4 separate regions of the Mus musculus genome follow, and all the other regions are linked to region 4. A link is a contact called in public capture Hi-C and promoter capture Hi-C data. All regions are on one chromosome and are shown on one strand. Each heading gives the region's core, a stretch centred on a gene start, on an enhancer-like site or on the middle of the called end of the contact. The rest is flanking DNA. Distances are from core to core; before and after follow the strand shown. Region 1 holds the start of Snrpc (U1 small nuclear ribonucleoprotein C). Region 2 holds the start of Ergic1 (endoplasmic reticulum-golgi intermediate compartment (ERGIC) 1). Region 3 holds the start of Neurl1b (neuralized E3 ubiquitin protein ligase 1B). Region 4 holds the start of Uqcc2 (ubiquinol-cytochrome c reductase complex assembly factor 2).

Evidence for each region. Promoter capture Hi-C pulls out the DNA fragments that hold promoters and counts their contacts. Capture Hi-C pulls out chosen DNA fragments and counts their contacts.
Region 1: a contact with region 4 is called in a promoter capture Hi-C map of pre-B cells, with 2.4 times the contacts expected there. The contact joins the promoter of Snrpc here to the promoter of Uqcc2 in region 4. A contact is called at or near these places in 3 of 39 promoter capture datasets (the 3T3-L1 cell line, hippocampal neurons and pre-B cells) and 4 of 115 datasets of contacts at active chromatin or transcription factors (astrocytes, large pre-B cells, memory CD8 T cells and 1 more).
Region 2: a promoter capture Hi-C map of pre-B cells shows a contact between it and region 4, with 4 times the contacts expected there. The contact joins the promoter of Ergic1 here to the promoter of Uqcc2 in region 4. A contact is called at or near these places in 1 of 39 promoter capture datasets (pre-B cells) and 3 of 115 datasets of contacts at active chromatin or transcription factors (memory CD8 T cells, microglia and pancreatic cancer cells).
Region 3: a contact with region 4 is called in a capture Hi-C map of macrophages, with 3 times the contacts expected there. The contact joins the promoter of Neurl1b here to the promoter of Uqcc2 in region 4. A contact is called at or near these places in 4 of 39 promoter capture datasets (liver, neutrophils and pre-B cells), 1 of 115 datasets of contacts at active chromatin or transcription factors (pancreatic cancer cells) and 1 of 9 other capture datasets (macrophages).

Annotation. Positions count from the first base shown.
Region 1 is chr17:27,838,185-27,841,817 of GRCm38.p6, reverse strand. It overlaps Snrpc (U1 small nuclear ribonucleoprotein C), which reads right to left and starts at 1,731. Exons shown (of 6, transcript NM_011432.2): 1 at 1,649-1,731; 2 at 1,312-1,354. The coding sequence starts at 1,656.
Region 2 is chr17:26,560,077-26,563,341 of GRCm38.p6, reverse strand. It overlaps Ergic1 (endoplasmic reticulum-golgi intermediate compartment (ERGIC) 1), which reads right to left and starts at 1,830. Exons shown (of 10, transcript NM_026170.3): 1 at 1,710-1,830. The coding sequence starts at 1,729. 1700049J03Rik (a long non-coding RNA gene) reads left to right here. Exons shown (of 4, transcript XR_001782188.2): 1 at 1-1,252.
Region 3 is chr17:26,413,553-26,416,997 of GRCm38.p6, reverse strand. It overlaps Neurl1b (neuralized E3 ubiquitin protein ligase 1B), which reads right to left and starts at 2,139. Exons shown (of 5, transcript NM_001081656.3): 1 at 2,003-2,139. The coding sequence starts at 2,033.
Region 4 is chr17:27,131,923-27,135,196 of GRCm38.p6, reverse strand. It overlaps Uqcc2 (ubiquinol-cytochrome c reductase complex assembly factor 2), which reads left to right and starts at 1,306. Exons shown (of 4, transcript NM_026063.2): 1 at 1,306-1,457. The coding sequence starts at 1,320.

The sequences.
Region 1 (3,633 bases), core at 482-2,981, 710 kb before region 4:
TGCGTATGGCTGATCTGAATCCTGGTACTATTTCAATGTCCTCATGTTTCTCTTTTTTTTTTTTTTTTTTTGGTTTTTCGAGACAGGGTTTCTCTGTATAGCCCTGGCTGTCCTGGAACTCACTTTGTAGACCAGGCTGGCCTCGAACTCAGAAATCCGTCTGCCTCTGCCTCCCAAGTGCTGGGATTAAAGGCGTGCGCCACCACGCCCAGCGTCCTCATGTTTCTCATGGGAAAACAGCAGCTTAAATATATTTAAGCCACACTATTAGGAGAATACAGTACTATAGGCTGGTCGGAGTGATGCAGGCCTTGAATCCCAGGCATGGAGGCAGCAGGACAGCCTGTTCTACATAAGTTCTAGGCCACCCAGGGCTACATAATGAAACCCTTTCCAAAAATAAATAAGCCAAGGAAGTGGTGGCACATAACTTTACTCCGTGCACTCAGAAGGCAGAAAGCAAGCAGCTCTCTGTGAGTTCGAAGTCAGCCTGGTTTACAAATTATTCCAGAAGATCTGTCTTGTTTCCTCAGGAGATTGGGGGGGGGGGGGGCAGATAAATAGATTATTTAAAACTATTAAAACCATAAAAACCAAATTTTGTTGTTGCTAAAGGTTGTTTTGATTTGCTTTTTTTTGAGGTAGGGTCTCCCACCATAGCCTTAAACTCACAGCAATGCTCCATCTCAGTGTACTAGGAAGACAGGCGCCAGGCCCTAACTTTGTTGCTGGGCCTTGTGGCTGCTACACACGGGGCAACACTAATCACATATCTCAGTTATTCCTCCTGATGATCAATAGTTAATGAGGTTCTCACAGGAGCTGAGAATGGAGCTGTACACTAAGACATTTCTTTCCATTTTAACCAGGCATTTGAATAATGTGACATAATCAAATCTGCAAGTTTGTAGGAACACACTCCTGGTTTGTTTGTTTTTTGTTTTGTTGGGCTTTTTTTGGAGGGTGGGGCGAGTTATTTTGACAAGGTCTCAATATGTATCCTTAACTGACCTGGAATTTGCCATCTTCCTGGCTCAGCCTCTCAAGTATTGACATTACAGGTACATGCAGTTTCTGTATACGCAAATGCTTTCCATCTTCAAGCTTGCTTAAAGTTTTATCATTCTGCAAATACCTTCAAATTGCAAAGACCTCACAAAAAGGGTGGGAAAAAACACCCGCTTCCTAATTACTTTCTAAGAAAGGTTGTCATAAAATTTCCAGGAGACTGTAATGCACACACCTGGACCTAAAGAAAAAGAATTTTGCATACAAGGCGTTTTAGGATTATAAAAAAGACCCGCCACTTACAGAATCGTGGGTAAGATACGTATCACAGTAGTCACAATAAAACCTGAAATGACAAAAGAAAACGTCAGCAATTAACAGCTGTCCAAACAAACAGACCCAAAACCCAACTTCCTCGGATTGTAAGTCAAACAAAGCGTCCTGACAGAATGCGAGGCTTCTGAGCGAGGGTCCGCGCCCACTCTGCCAGGATGGCCGGAGAGCCTGGGTCTCCACCCGCCATCCCTCGGAGGGGCTCGCCTTCCCCTCGGAACGTCCAGAACCCGAGGCCGCCGCCCTGCACCTTCACCAGGACCCAACTGACCACCGCAAGTCCGCTTGCTCCCAGGGCCACACTCACTTGGGCATGATGCTCCACAAGCCGTTGGCTACCCCGATCCCCGCCGCCAGGAACTGACGCACACAGGCTGCGCCGACGCGAGCAAAGGATGCAGACAGGAGGGGTAGGACTTCCGCTTCCGGCCTCTGCCCTACGGATGCTGTGGGTGCCTCTGAGGTTCAATCCGCGCTCACTTATTCAGGATTAGTTACTCCGTCTAGGAAGTGCGTAATTTAGTACTATCAACAAAAGGTTCCAAAACCCTGAGTCAGCAGTTCCTACGCTGCGAATCATTAATCCAGCTTCTCAAATTGTGGTGACCCCCCCAACCAGAAATTATTCTTGTCGCTATTTCATAACTGTAATTTTGCCACTCGTATGACTAGTAATGCAAATTATCGGTGTTTTCTGATGGTCTTAGGAGAAACCTGTGAACGGGTTGTTCGACCCGCAAAAGGTGTCACGACCACTGCTCTAGTATGTACCCAGCTCTTCTGTAAATGAGAAGTGAAAAAGGCAGAACCAAATCAGGTAAAAGTTCTCATTCTCCAAGACCTGATTAGCAGTAAGCTGAAATCGATCAGTGGCTGAGGGATCAAAGTCCTATGCTGGGGAAATGAAGCGGGGAAGAGCGCAGCTGAACATCAAGGAAGACAAAGAAAATGTAGAAGACGATCACTGAGAAATTGATCATTGTATTTGAGCAATTAAGACAGACGTGAATTGTAGGGACACACTCCTGGGTGAGTGGGGCGGGTCTCAAGTTTTAAACCCTGTCTCCCTGCTTCCTTCCTAGCTGTGCAATTTACTCTCTCTGAGCTTCAGTTTCCTTATCTGAAAAGTAAAGGTAATAACTTGTGCAGTTTAAGGAAGAATCAAATGTAAAAATGCTGGAAAGTAGCTGGAGAATTGGTGTAGCGATTAAGCATTTGTTGCTCTTGGAACAATCTAAGTTCGATCACCAACACTCCCCCGTGGTGACTCCCACCTGTCTGCAGCTCAAGTCTCAGGGTGTCTGATGGATCTTTTTTAATCCACTCCCAGCACTAGGCACATACATGGTGCACTTACAAACTAAACACCCATATACATACAATAATACAAAAATGAATTTAAGCCGGGCAGTGGTGGCGCACGCCTTTAATCCCAGCACTTGGGAGGCAGAGGCAGGCAGATTTCTGAGTTCAAGGCCAGCCTGGTCTACAGAGTGAGTTCCAGGACAGCCAGGGCTACACAGGGAAACCTTGTCTAAAATAAAACAAAATATAAAAAAAATTTAAATGTAAAGCTCATAGGGCATTTAGCGAAAGGTCTATGCACTTAGGCCACCATAAATGGTAGTGATTCTATAGACGTTGTTAGCAGTACATTGCCAACTAACAGGTCAAACTTAGAGTCTGTTCTCTCAAACAAAGTGGATTGCCTTTTAACTTGAACTCCAAAGAATGAGAGAGGAGGGAGGAGTCATACTGCTGTCTCTCTCTCTCTCTCTCTCTCTCACACACACACACACACACACACACACACTTGGGGGGGCAGGGAGAGAGAGAGAGAGAGAGAGAGAGAGAGAGTCAGAAAAGTTACTATCCCTAGGCTGGTTTGCAAAATTCAATTCAAATGTGATATCACTTGAAAGCAGTGATTTTCATTGTCACCTTCAGATAACTTTGGTCCTTATTAGTTCCTTAAATAACCTAGACCTTTGGCGGGGTGGTTAATCGTAGCACTCAGGAGGCAGAGGCAGGCAGATCTCTGATTGAGGTCAGGCTGATGTACAGAGTGAGGTCCAGAACAATCAGGAATACACAGACAAACCCTGTCTCAAAAAATAAATTAAAGCCGGGCGTGGTGGCTGTATTAGTCAGGGTTCTCTAGAGTCACAGAACTTATGGACAGTCTCTAGATAGTAAAGGAATTTATTGATGACTTACAGTCGGCAGCCCAATTCCCAACAATGGTTCAGTCGCAGCTGTGAATGGAAGTCCAAGGATCTAGCAGTTACTCAG
Region 2 (3,265 bases), core at 581-3,080, 570 kb after region 4:
CCCAAGGCAGTAGCAGCCGAAAGTTGAGCGGTGTGCTCCTTAAATATCAATGCCTTAAACTAGTCAGTAATAAGCAGGCCCTGACAAGGCTAAAGCTGGCCCCAGCTGTTTTCCTTTTTTTTTTTTTTTCATCTCACCTGCCCCCAGCCCCCAAACTTCCAACTGGAGCCCAGATCTGCCCAGCCCTTCCAGCATGCAGGCGGGGCATGCAGGCGGGGCAGAGAACTGACAAGATGAAGTAACCAGAACAGTTACTTCTTTAACAAACTCAAAATCCCTAGGACTTGCAGAACCGTGTGGGGACAGGAGGGTTGGGACCCTTTCCGGTCAGCCCTGGGAGGTTTGAGGGGGGGGCCTGGATGTGCCCACTGCCCTTCTTTCTGCATGGGCACACTGTGGTAATGGGTGTCCCTAAAACTGGCTCAAAGCCCTCTCGGTTCAAAGCTACCATGGTCTGTATGCTTTTGTCTAAGCCCAGGTATGGACCCCGGGGCTACCTCAAGCAAGCAGGAAGCTGGTTTGCCAGATAGTACCAGTGCCCAGAGTGAGCTAAAAACCACTTTGGCTGGTTAAGAGGTCTGAAACCAATGTCCTCTCTGGGCCCTGACCCCAGGTTGCCCATATGCCACCACATGATCCGAATCTTGGGCCGTTTTTAGATTGGTTGTCACTCTGTTCTGCCTCTATACACATCAGTAAGAGGGGGAGGATGAGGGGAAACTGTGACCAATGGAGGAATACCCGTTCTCTGGCTGTGGGGAGCGCTCACAGATCTCCTCAGTCACAGATGCCCTACTTCTGAGTTCCATGTGATGGAGACTGGGTCAGGGGTGCCTTACAATCCCTGTCTTTCAGGTGGTGACCTTATTTTTAGTACCAATTTGCAAGAGGTGAAACCAATATTTTGAGCATGCCCAGACACCTGCTGGGGTTAGCCAGCTGAGCGGTGAGGGGCTGCACCCTAAGCCTTTGCTTCTAACATTGAGAATCTACTAAGCAGCTGGGTAGAGAGGTACAGCCAGGCTTCTAATCCTTTTGCTCCAAAGTATCCCAACAGCCCAGAGCATCTCAGAGCGTCTTATGTCAAGGGAATGTCTGGTGGGGAGGCCCTTCCCATGCAGGCTTCCAGAAGGCCTGGCCCTATACAATGGTGTTCCAGGAGGCAAAGAACCTTCTGCAGAACCTCGAGATCCCAGCATCCTCCTCTTCCCGCACTGTCCCCATGGCTTGCGGGAACAGGCCTCCACATCTGGTAGGTAGAGGATTCTCAGGCTCTGAAGAACTAAGCTTCTCCAACTGCTGCCAGATTGAATGGGGCTGCAGCCCTCAGATCCCACCGGGCAAAGCCAGGCGCGCGGCCCCACCTGTCAGCCAGGACAGGGTCCACTAGGGAAGACTGGGGAGAAAGCCTGAGGATGCCTGAGCTCCTTTTATTTGGGATTTGGGAGGAGATTTGGTTCCCAGGTTGGGGGAGGGGAATGAAAGATGTCAGGGGCAAGCTGGGGACACCGCGCCGTGGAAAACAGAGTGCGAGGGCTTGCCAGGGCTGCACGAGGGGTGGGGGTAGGGCTCGAACCCCGAGGAAGGCCGCGGTCCCCTAGGGCCTGCCGAGGCGTGCACAGTGCACCAGGGTCGCATTTGCACGTAACGGGGGGTGGGGGGTGGTCGTCGCCGGCTGCAGAGGGCCTCGGGCCCGGGGCCTCACTCACCTCCTGAAGTCAAAGGGCATCGTGCCGCCGAGCCGGTGGGAGCGTTGCAGGCCAGGCGGGCCGCAGCGCCGCGTGGGTCCGAGCCCGCTGCCAACGCCTCCTCGGCCGCCCCGCCCCCGCCAGCCTGCCCGACACTCGCCACTCGCCTCCCGCCGCCGGGAAGTGACGCTCCACGCAGCCCATTGGGCGCCGCCACATCCACCGGCCGCCCCTTCCGCCGCCCCATTAAAGGGGCCCGAGGGCCCGCTGAATGGGAAGGCCCGAGAGTGGGATGCTACCCAAGCCCAGGTCTCCAAGACTCCCGCTTTGGTTCTTTTTGGCCTCTGATCTTTTTTCCTAGCGTAAGTGGGGCCTCAGGACAAATCGCTCTGCCTCAGGCAGTGGGTTTTGTGCTTGTAAAACAAAGCCATTGCGTTGTGAAGATCAGAGAAAAATGCTACAAATTGCGGGTCCATGCTTGGTGCTAGTTCTGGGTGAAGGTTAAAACTGGGGGATGGGCAACGCAGTCCTAGATTGAGAAAGTCCACCCACCTCCCACCCATCCCTTGCTTCTTAGGAAAAGCCATCTGGCTCCCGAGATCCACCACCACCCCTTTCTCTATCTGTATAACTGTTAATCCCACTTTTCAACTTTTCATAGGTATCAAAGGAGGTAGTTGGGGCCCTGCTTTAGTGAACAGCCTGGCATCTAGTGACAGCTTCTCCACCTGTTAGAGTTGGGCTTAGCTAGCCACTTCTATCATCTTTCTTCGGGATTGATGCCAACCAGTACTCGTTGAGCATCTACCAACCTGAAGTCAGGAACTTGCAGGGTTATCCAGAGGCTCTGAGTTTGCACGGTTAGAAATGGTAACATACCGCTGATTGCCCCTAGGAGCCTCCATTCTCAGAAACACAGAAGTACAGAGGAAAACCTCCCTCAACTTGCTGGGCTAGAGGAGGAGGCAGCTGAACTCTAAACTTTTTGTGATTGGCTGGTCTTAGTTGTCAATCTGACATACCTGGAAGAGATTGAAGAAATGGCTCCACTACATTAGCCTAAGGGCTTGTATGTGTGTAAAGTTTTCTTAGTTCCTAAGTAATGATGTAGGAAGGCCCAGCCCTCTATGGGTAGCAACATTCCTAGGATGGGATCCTGGGATCAGAAAGCTACTGCATATGAGCAGTGGAGCCCATTAGCAGCCTTCCATCCTCCACAGGTCTCTGCTTCAGTTTCTGCTTCATGGTTCTTTTTTTTTTTTTTTTTTTTTTTTTTTTTTTTTTTTTTTTTTTTTTGTTTGGTTTTTTTGAGACAGGGTTTCTCTGTATAGCTCTGGTTGTCCTGGAACTCACTTTGTAGACCAGGCTGGCCTCGAACTCAGAAATCCACCTCCCTCTGCTGGGATTAAAGGCGTGCGCCACCACGCCCGGCCCTGCTTCATGGTTCTTACCTTGAGTACCTACTTACCCAGACTTCACTCCCTGAAGGGCGTGTGGATGTATGAGCCAGATAAACCCTTTGCTCCCAGAGCTGCTTTGGTGGGAGTTTATCACAGCAGAGAAAAAGCAAACTAGGA
Region 3 (3,445 bases), core at 890-3,389, 720 kb after region 4:
ACTCCACCCCACACACATGTTCCTTCCCTGAGAAGGAGAGCACAGGCTTCCTCAGGGCCAGCCTGTGCCAAGTACTCCTTCAGCCAAATATGCAGGCTCCATGTGCGCTCCACCACACGGTTCTGAGGCTGCACTAGGCACTAGGTTCTGGGCCGGGCAAACCAGGGAATGAGACAATCAAGGCATGGAGTCTGTCCTCACAGAACCCCTAGAGAGTCACAAGAAGACACAGTGATGGTGCAGCACAGTCATACAAACACGAAGCCTTATGAAGGTGTCCCCATTAGGGCAGAGAGTGTAAGGTCCCTGGAAAAGGTGACCAGAGAACCTGGTGGTGAGACAAGAAAGAACAGTCCAGGTGTGAGAGGATGTAAAGATGCCAGAAGCCAATGGCAGGTGGATCTAAAAACAATATATAAGTCTTTACATTTTGGGCACCTGTTATCTGATGTGCCTCCTCACTGAGGGTAGGAGGTTCCCACACAGCATGAGGTGACCTGCCTTGACTCTGAGCCCCCAGCCTAGAGTGCTCCACCCACAGCATCAGACTCCAGGGGAATGGGCACCCCAGCAATGTGTGAGCACCTGGTGAGACAGCCTGTCCCTTGCCTTGCTCCAAGTGTGACCCACAGGTGGCAGAATGGCTTTTTAAAAAACCAACCAGAATAGCACAGGAATTCTAGTTGAGTATGTACTGTGTCTCCGTCATGGGCTTCTGTGACTGCCATCTCTGATGTGACCTCAGGTCCCTCCAGATCGGTGGCTGGGTCTCTTCAGCCTAGCAAGAAGCGGTTATCACTCTGTCTAGTACAGACCCAGGTTCCAAAGCCACCTCTGAAGCTGACCAGCCTGTGACTCCACCTGGCTGACCTTAGGAATGATCCAGTAAAAGCCACCCAGGGGCTTGTTAGTAGAAGGGGCTGTCTGTCTCCCCAGTGGTCCTTAGGTCTCAGGTTGGTCCAATCCCTTCCAGGGGAAGAGACAACTCTATTAGGATAACTGCCGGAGGAAGGGCTGTGGGGGTGTCAGAACAGAGATGGGGTGTCAGCTGGGCTGTGCTAAATCTGACCTACAGCCAACTTGCTTCTTCTCTGAACTACCCTCCCCCAACACACACACACACACACACACACACACACACAGAGAGAGAGAGAGAGAGAGAGAGAGAGAGAGAGAGAGAGAGAGAGAGAGAGAGCCTCTGCTTAAGGATGCTGCGAATGCCGAATGCCCAGTTTTATGCCCAAACACTTCTGAAGACTTGGGACACAGTGGGGGTGAGGGGCGGGGCAGACAGGCTGACAGGGCCCATGCAGTCTCCCACCACTGCCTGTCACCGGGTCATTTCTCCTGTACTGAGGTTAAACTTCTTGTGTAAAATCGGGGTGTCTTTTCTTAGGAGGACGATTCTTTGCAGACAGGCAGTGACAGCCTCGGCGCGCTGACATGTTCCACCATCACTAGGTATTTTCAGCGAGGCGTGGCGTCCCCCGGCCTCCGCACGCCCGCCCCACGCCCCTCGCCCACCGCCTTTCTCGGGTCTAGGAAATTCTAGGGCGCTTTTAACTAGGGGGCGATGCGCCCCACAGCAATGGCTCAGATGGGGCTGGGAGGGCCCCCAACAGAACGGACACCCGAACGGGGCGCAGCCGGGCGCGCGTGGGAACGCCGCCAAGAACTAGCACGTGTGCCGGGGGCGCCTGTGGACTGTACGCGGAGACCCGGGACACCCGCGCCCTGCAACCCCCCTGAAGGGTTCCGGCCGGGGGAAGCCCCGATACCTCCCTCCGGCTCGCTCATTAGCGACCTCCGGCTGGAACAAAGGCGTGGGGCGCACGGCCAAGGCCAGGAAAACCAGGAGGGGTCCGCACATCCCTGCAGGGGTGCGGCTCCGGGGCTCGGGCTCCGGCAACCAGGCTCTGGCTTGCACCCGGGCTCCGCGGCTGCGACGACCCGGGGAGGACCAGGCGCTCCGCGCCACTTCGGGGCGCGGCTCCGGGCGTACCTGGCAGGGTCCGGTGCACCGTGTTGCCCATCGCTACTCCGAGACTCGCGGCGCGGGGCTAGCTGGGCGGGCCGGGGGCCGCGGCCGGGCTGCGGGGCATTGCCGCTGCACCGGCGACCGGCGGGCGGCAGATGGGCGGCGCGGGCGGCGGCGGGAGGAGGCGGAGCCACCGGCCCGGGCGCGCCCGCCCCGCCCCCGCGCCCGCCACCAACCGTGCTTGGGCGGGGCTGGGGCCGCCGCCGCGTCTTTTGAAAGTTTGCACCGGTAGCGCGCTGGAGAGGCGGGGCTGGCCTCCTGCCCTCGTCGTTCCCGCGCGCACCGACCTTGCTCTTTTTGCCAATCGGGATGGGTCGCCGGGTGCCGAGTCCTTGTCCAGGCATTCGGCCACTTTGGGTGGTGCCTCGACTCAGGGACGACGCGCACACATGCAGGTCACGCCAGACAGTGTCAAGGGCTCCATGACAGTCCATCCAGGGTGAGATGGGGGTGGGGGGTAGGGATGGGGAACTTCTCCATCCCCTAGGCCGCATACCTAGGAGGAGAGACTTCAGTATGTAGTGGTTGTTTAGGGGGGGGGGCGGGACCCAGACTTGAGCTCACTGTGCCTTCTTCATTAAAGTACTGCCCACACCCTATGTACCAGGCCCTCTGCTGAGCCCCAGACGCAGTCCCTGCTCTCAAGGAAGAGAAAATTAGCAATCAAGATCACATAGTGGTCAAAACCAACAATAACATTGAAGTGTCAGATAGGGCCGGCTGAGGGTTTTTGAGAGAACGAGGTGGCATGTGAGGTGGGTAGTGTTGCCAGGAGGTACGAGGCGGCGGCGTTGGGGGGGGGGAGGGGGCTGAGAGGGGGAGGTGCATCCACTCCCACCGCATAAATCTTTTCTCAGAACCTTCCAGCCTTGGCTACTCTTCTATAAAAGGCCAGCTAGCCCATGCCACCCCTAGTCCAATTCACAGACTAACACACCAAGGTGGGGGAGGTGTAATGACTCTGTGAGGAGACCCAGTCCCTAACCATTACTTTCAGACTCCCATACTCAGTACTCTCGTCAGTTTAGGAAGCAGGGTTATTACCTCCACAGCACAGACAGGGTAAACCGAGGGTCAGTGGGTAGACGAGATGTCCAAACCTATCTCCCAGTGGCTGAGGGCAAGCTCCCTCTGAAACGGAGTAAAAAGAGGTGCTCAGAGGACCGCCTCCTGCCTTGGTTTCTCGTTGTCCTCAGACTCTCCTCTGTTGTTCCCCAGGAAGCCATGGCCAGACCTATTCTGTACTGAGTTTCTAATTCTCAATTACAAGTGCTCTCAGTTATTTAAAATTTCACCCCAAACTCTGGTGGGCAAAGGTACTTTAGCTGGGTAGGCCTTCACTCTGTATGACCCTGGGGTCCTTAGAGAGGTCGCCATTGCTATAAAAGGAGTTGAGGAATTTCACTT
Region 4 (3,274 bases), core at 57-2,556:
TATGGCTTTAAAGAGCACTCGCCTGGCCACAGCCAACTTGGGAGTCAGGGGTGGCGAGACCCCTTGCCCTGTCTTGGGCTGTAGGGGGAGTAACTTGATGGCAGCAAATGGTTCTCCCTTCCACCTGAGGTACAAGTGTGGTAAGAGGTTGAGAAAGGTGCCAGGGTGCCAGGGAAAGTTCGTGCCCACTGCCTCCTTCTGTGGTCTCCCTTCCTCTACCGGCTACACTGCAAGGGCTGGCCAGACAGACAGTCCCGTGAGCTGCCCCACCCCCACCCCAGGAATTGCTCCCTAGGTTGTGAATGTTGAGAGACATTAGGGTCTGACAGACCTAGTTTGGAATGTGGCTTTGTTCATTCATTCATTCATTGAGCACTAATTTACAGAGTGAGTTCCAGGACACCTGGGGCTGCACAGAGAAACCTTCTTTCTCAAAAGAAAAATCACACACACACACACACACACACACACACACATATGATACCCATGTGATATATATATTATGTTAAATTTTGCCATAATAAAAACACTCATTCTTAGAGCTAGAGAAATTAGTTATTAAGAGCATTTATTGCTCTTACAGAGAATCAGGTTCGGTCCCCAGAACTGACACATGTACATGGTGCAGGTAAACACTCATACATATTAGAATAAAGAAAACACACTATAAAAAAATTGTTTTAAAGATTTCCAGGCTGCAACAATGTTTTTGGTTCTTCATAAGAAACCGCTCCATGTGGTGAGCAATGTGACCGGGAGGCTGGAGATGTAGCTAAAGAACTCTATCAGAGGTCCATGTGGTAGAGATAAGTACAGGGTGATGAGTGTGAGTGGGGCAGCTGTGTGTGTGTGTGTGTGTGTGTGTGTGTGTGTGTGTGTGTGTGTGTGTGTGTGTACACGACGGACGGTGTGTGTGTGTGTGTGTGTGTATGTGTACACGACGGACGTTAAGATCAAACACATATCCATCCAATAACAACCTGTATTTACATGCAAATGTTTCGTTTATGCAAAACAGCAGAGGTCTCGGGGGAAGCTTTTTCAGTCTCGAGCTTGTGAAGTCATTGAAAACGAAGAGCAAAGCTTTCCCCAGGGTACACCGCGTTAGCTTTGCCCCTGGGAGCTGGGCGAGTACCAGAACCAAGAAGCTGAAGAGCTCAGACCTCGCTCTCAAAGGTGAGCAGCGCCGCTGCCTGGAGGGGTGTGGGCCGTTGGTAGAACTGCGCATGTCCACGGGGAAGGCCAGTGCGCCTTAGTGCGCACGCGCCCTCTGCGGTCTTGACTACTCCCCCCCAGGGGCGGGGCAAGCGGGGCCCAAGATGGCCGCTCTCCGCTACCGGCGTTTCCTTAAGCTCTGTGAGGAATGGCCAGTGGACGAGACCAAACGGGGCCGGGACTTGGGCGCTTACCTGCGGCAGCGGGTAGCGCAGGCCTTCCGGGAGGGAGAGAACACCCAGGTGACCGGAGGGGAGGAGGGTGGGCACGTCGAAGCGATGGGCGGCAAGGGTGGGGGATCTGCGCATGCGTCGGCCGCTGCCAGGCTGCACGTGCGCGAGGTACCCATCTTGCAGTTAGCTGCGGAGTGCGACGCCTTCTGCGCAGTTTCCTTCCTTGTCTGCACAGTGTAGTAGTCAGTGAAGCGGCCCTGAGGTCCAGATGCCACTAAAGAGTCAAATTGTAAGGCGGGGTTGTTTCTTCCTTACCATCGTTAATGTGTCTGCGAGCCCAGCCTATCCCCAGACACCTCCAGCTAAGCCTCACTGCCTTCCGTCACTGTGAAACTGAGTCTCCCACACAGGTCCCTTGTGTGAGTAGTAGACCTTCTCGCCCCACTCAGGTTTAGGTTACCTTACCAAGCACGGCCATGTGCATGCATAGAACTAGGTTAGTTTCCAGGGAAATCGCAGTGAATTAGATGAGGTCTTTCTCCTTTTGCCTTTGGATTCTTATTCAGGACACGAGGAACAAATAGACTCATAAGACAGTTCCAATGAGTACTCTGATCGTGGTAAATGTAACATTAGTCGGGTTCCTGAGGCTTGCCTGAGGAAGTTACACATAGGTCGGTCTCGAGGCAGGGAGACAGTGAACACTGACTGCACTTCGGGAAGGGTGGCCAGGCACTTCAGAGGAAACCAAACTGACATATTACAGAAAAGAAAGCAAGCCTACGGGTAGTGAGTGGCATGTCTACAGCTAAGATTTGAAGCTGAAGGAAGGCAGGAGCCAGGCACAATACAGATTTTTTTTTTTTTTTTTTTACCAACAGATATGTCTCTGTACCCTGTTAATGCAGTGCCCACTGGGGCCAGAGGAGGGCATTGGATCCCCTGGAACTGAAGTTAGAAGTGGTTGTGAGCCACCATGTGGGTACTAGGAATCAAACCTAGGTTCTTTTTAACTGCCCAGCCACCTGCACTAGGGGTCAGATCTTACCAGGAAGCAAGGGAGAAGCCACCGGGGACATTTAGTCAGGGGACTGACGTGCCCTGATTTTCAAAGGTTCCTCTGGTGCTCTGGCATTGGGGAACAAGGAGCTGCAGAGAGCCTGCCGTGGTAGCACCGGAAGAGAGAGATGCCGGTGGTGGTTTGGATAATGGTAGTGGCACAGGAGACAGAAGTAACAGAAAGCAGACCATAATGTGCGGGTCACATCAGCAGCGCGGGTGTCCTGGATGTGGGGTGAAGGAGAGGAACCAAGGACAGCTCCCAGATTTCCCCTTTTCTTTTTTTGGCTTGAGCAGCTGGTTGCTGAAACGGGAAAGACTTAGATGGAGCAGGTGGGGTGTGGGAAGTGCATCGCACATTTGACGTTGGAGGCTTTAAACTCCCAAGTGGAATGTCAAGTAGGCAGGAGGTTATTTGAGCACAGGGCTTAGGTAAGAGGTCAGAGGTGAGGAGTGTGATGCCCAGCACAGGTAGGTGGCCAGATGGATGACCCGTGAGATGGACCACGACCTGCCAAAGCAGGAACCAGCTAAACCAGCCTGCCTCAGGAGTGAGACGCTCCATCAGTGGCCACCTCATGCCTGCACTGCTGATTGTCACATGGATGGCAGGTCAGGCCCAGGGTCCCCACGTTGCGCTGGAGGTCTTCACTGACCCATACCTTACGGATCACAAGGCAAACCCTGTGGGCTTTCTAGGGCTGTGCTCCCTAATTTCCAGTATGAGCTTCCTGCGAACAGAGATGAAGCCCCCACTCTGACTCTCACACCCTGTCTAATGTGGTTCTTGGTACACAAGAGCGTCTCCAGATGTAGAGGAAGTTTCT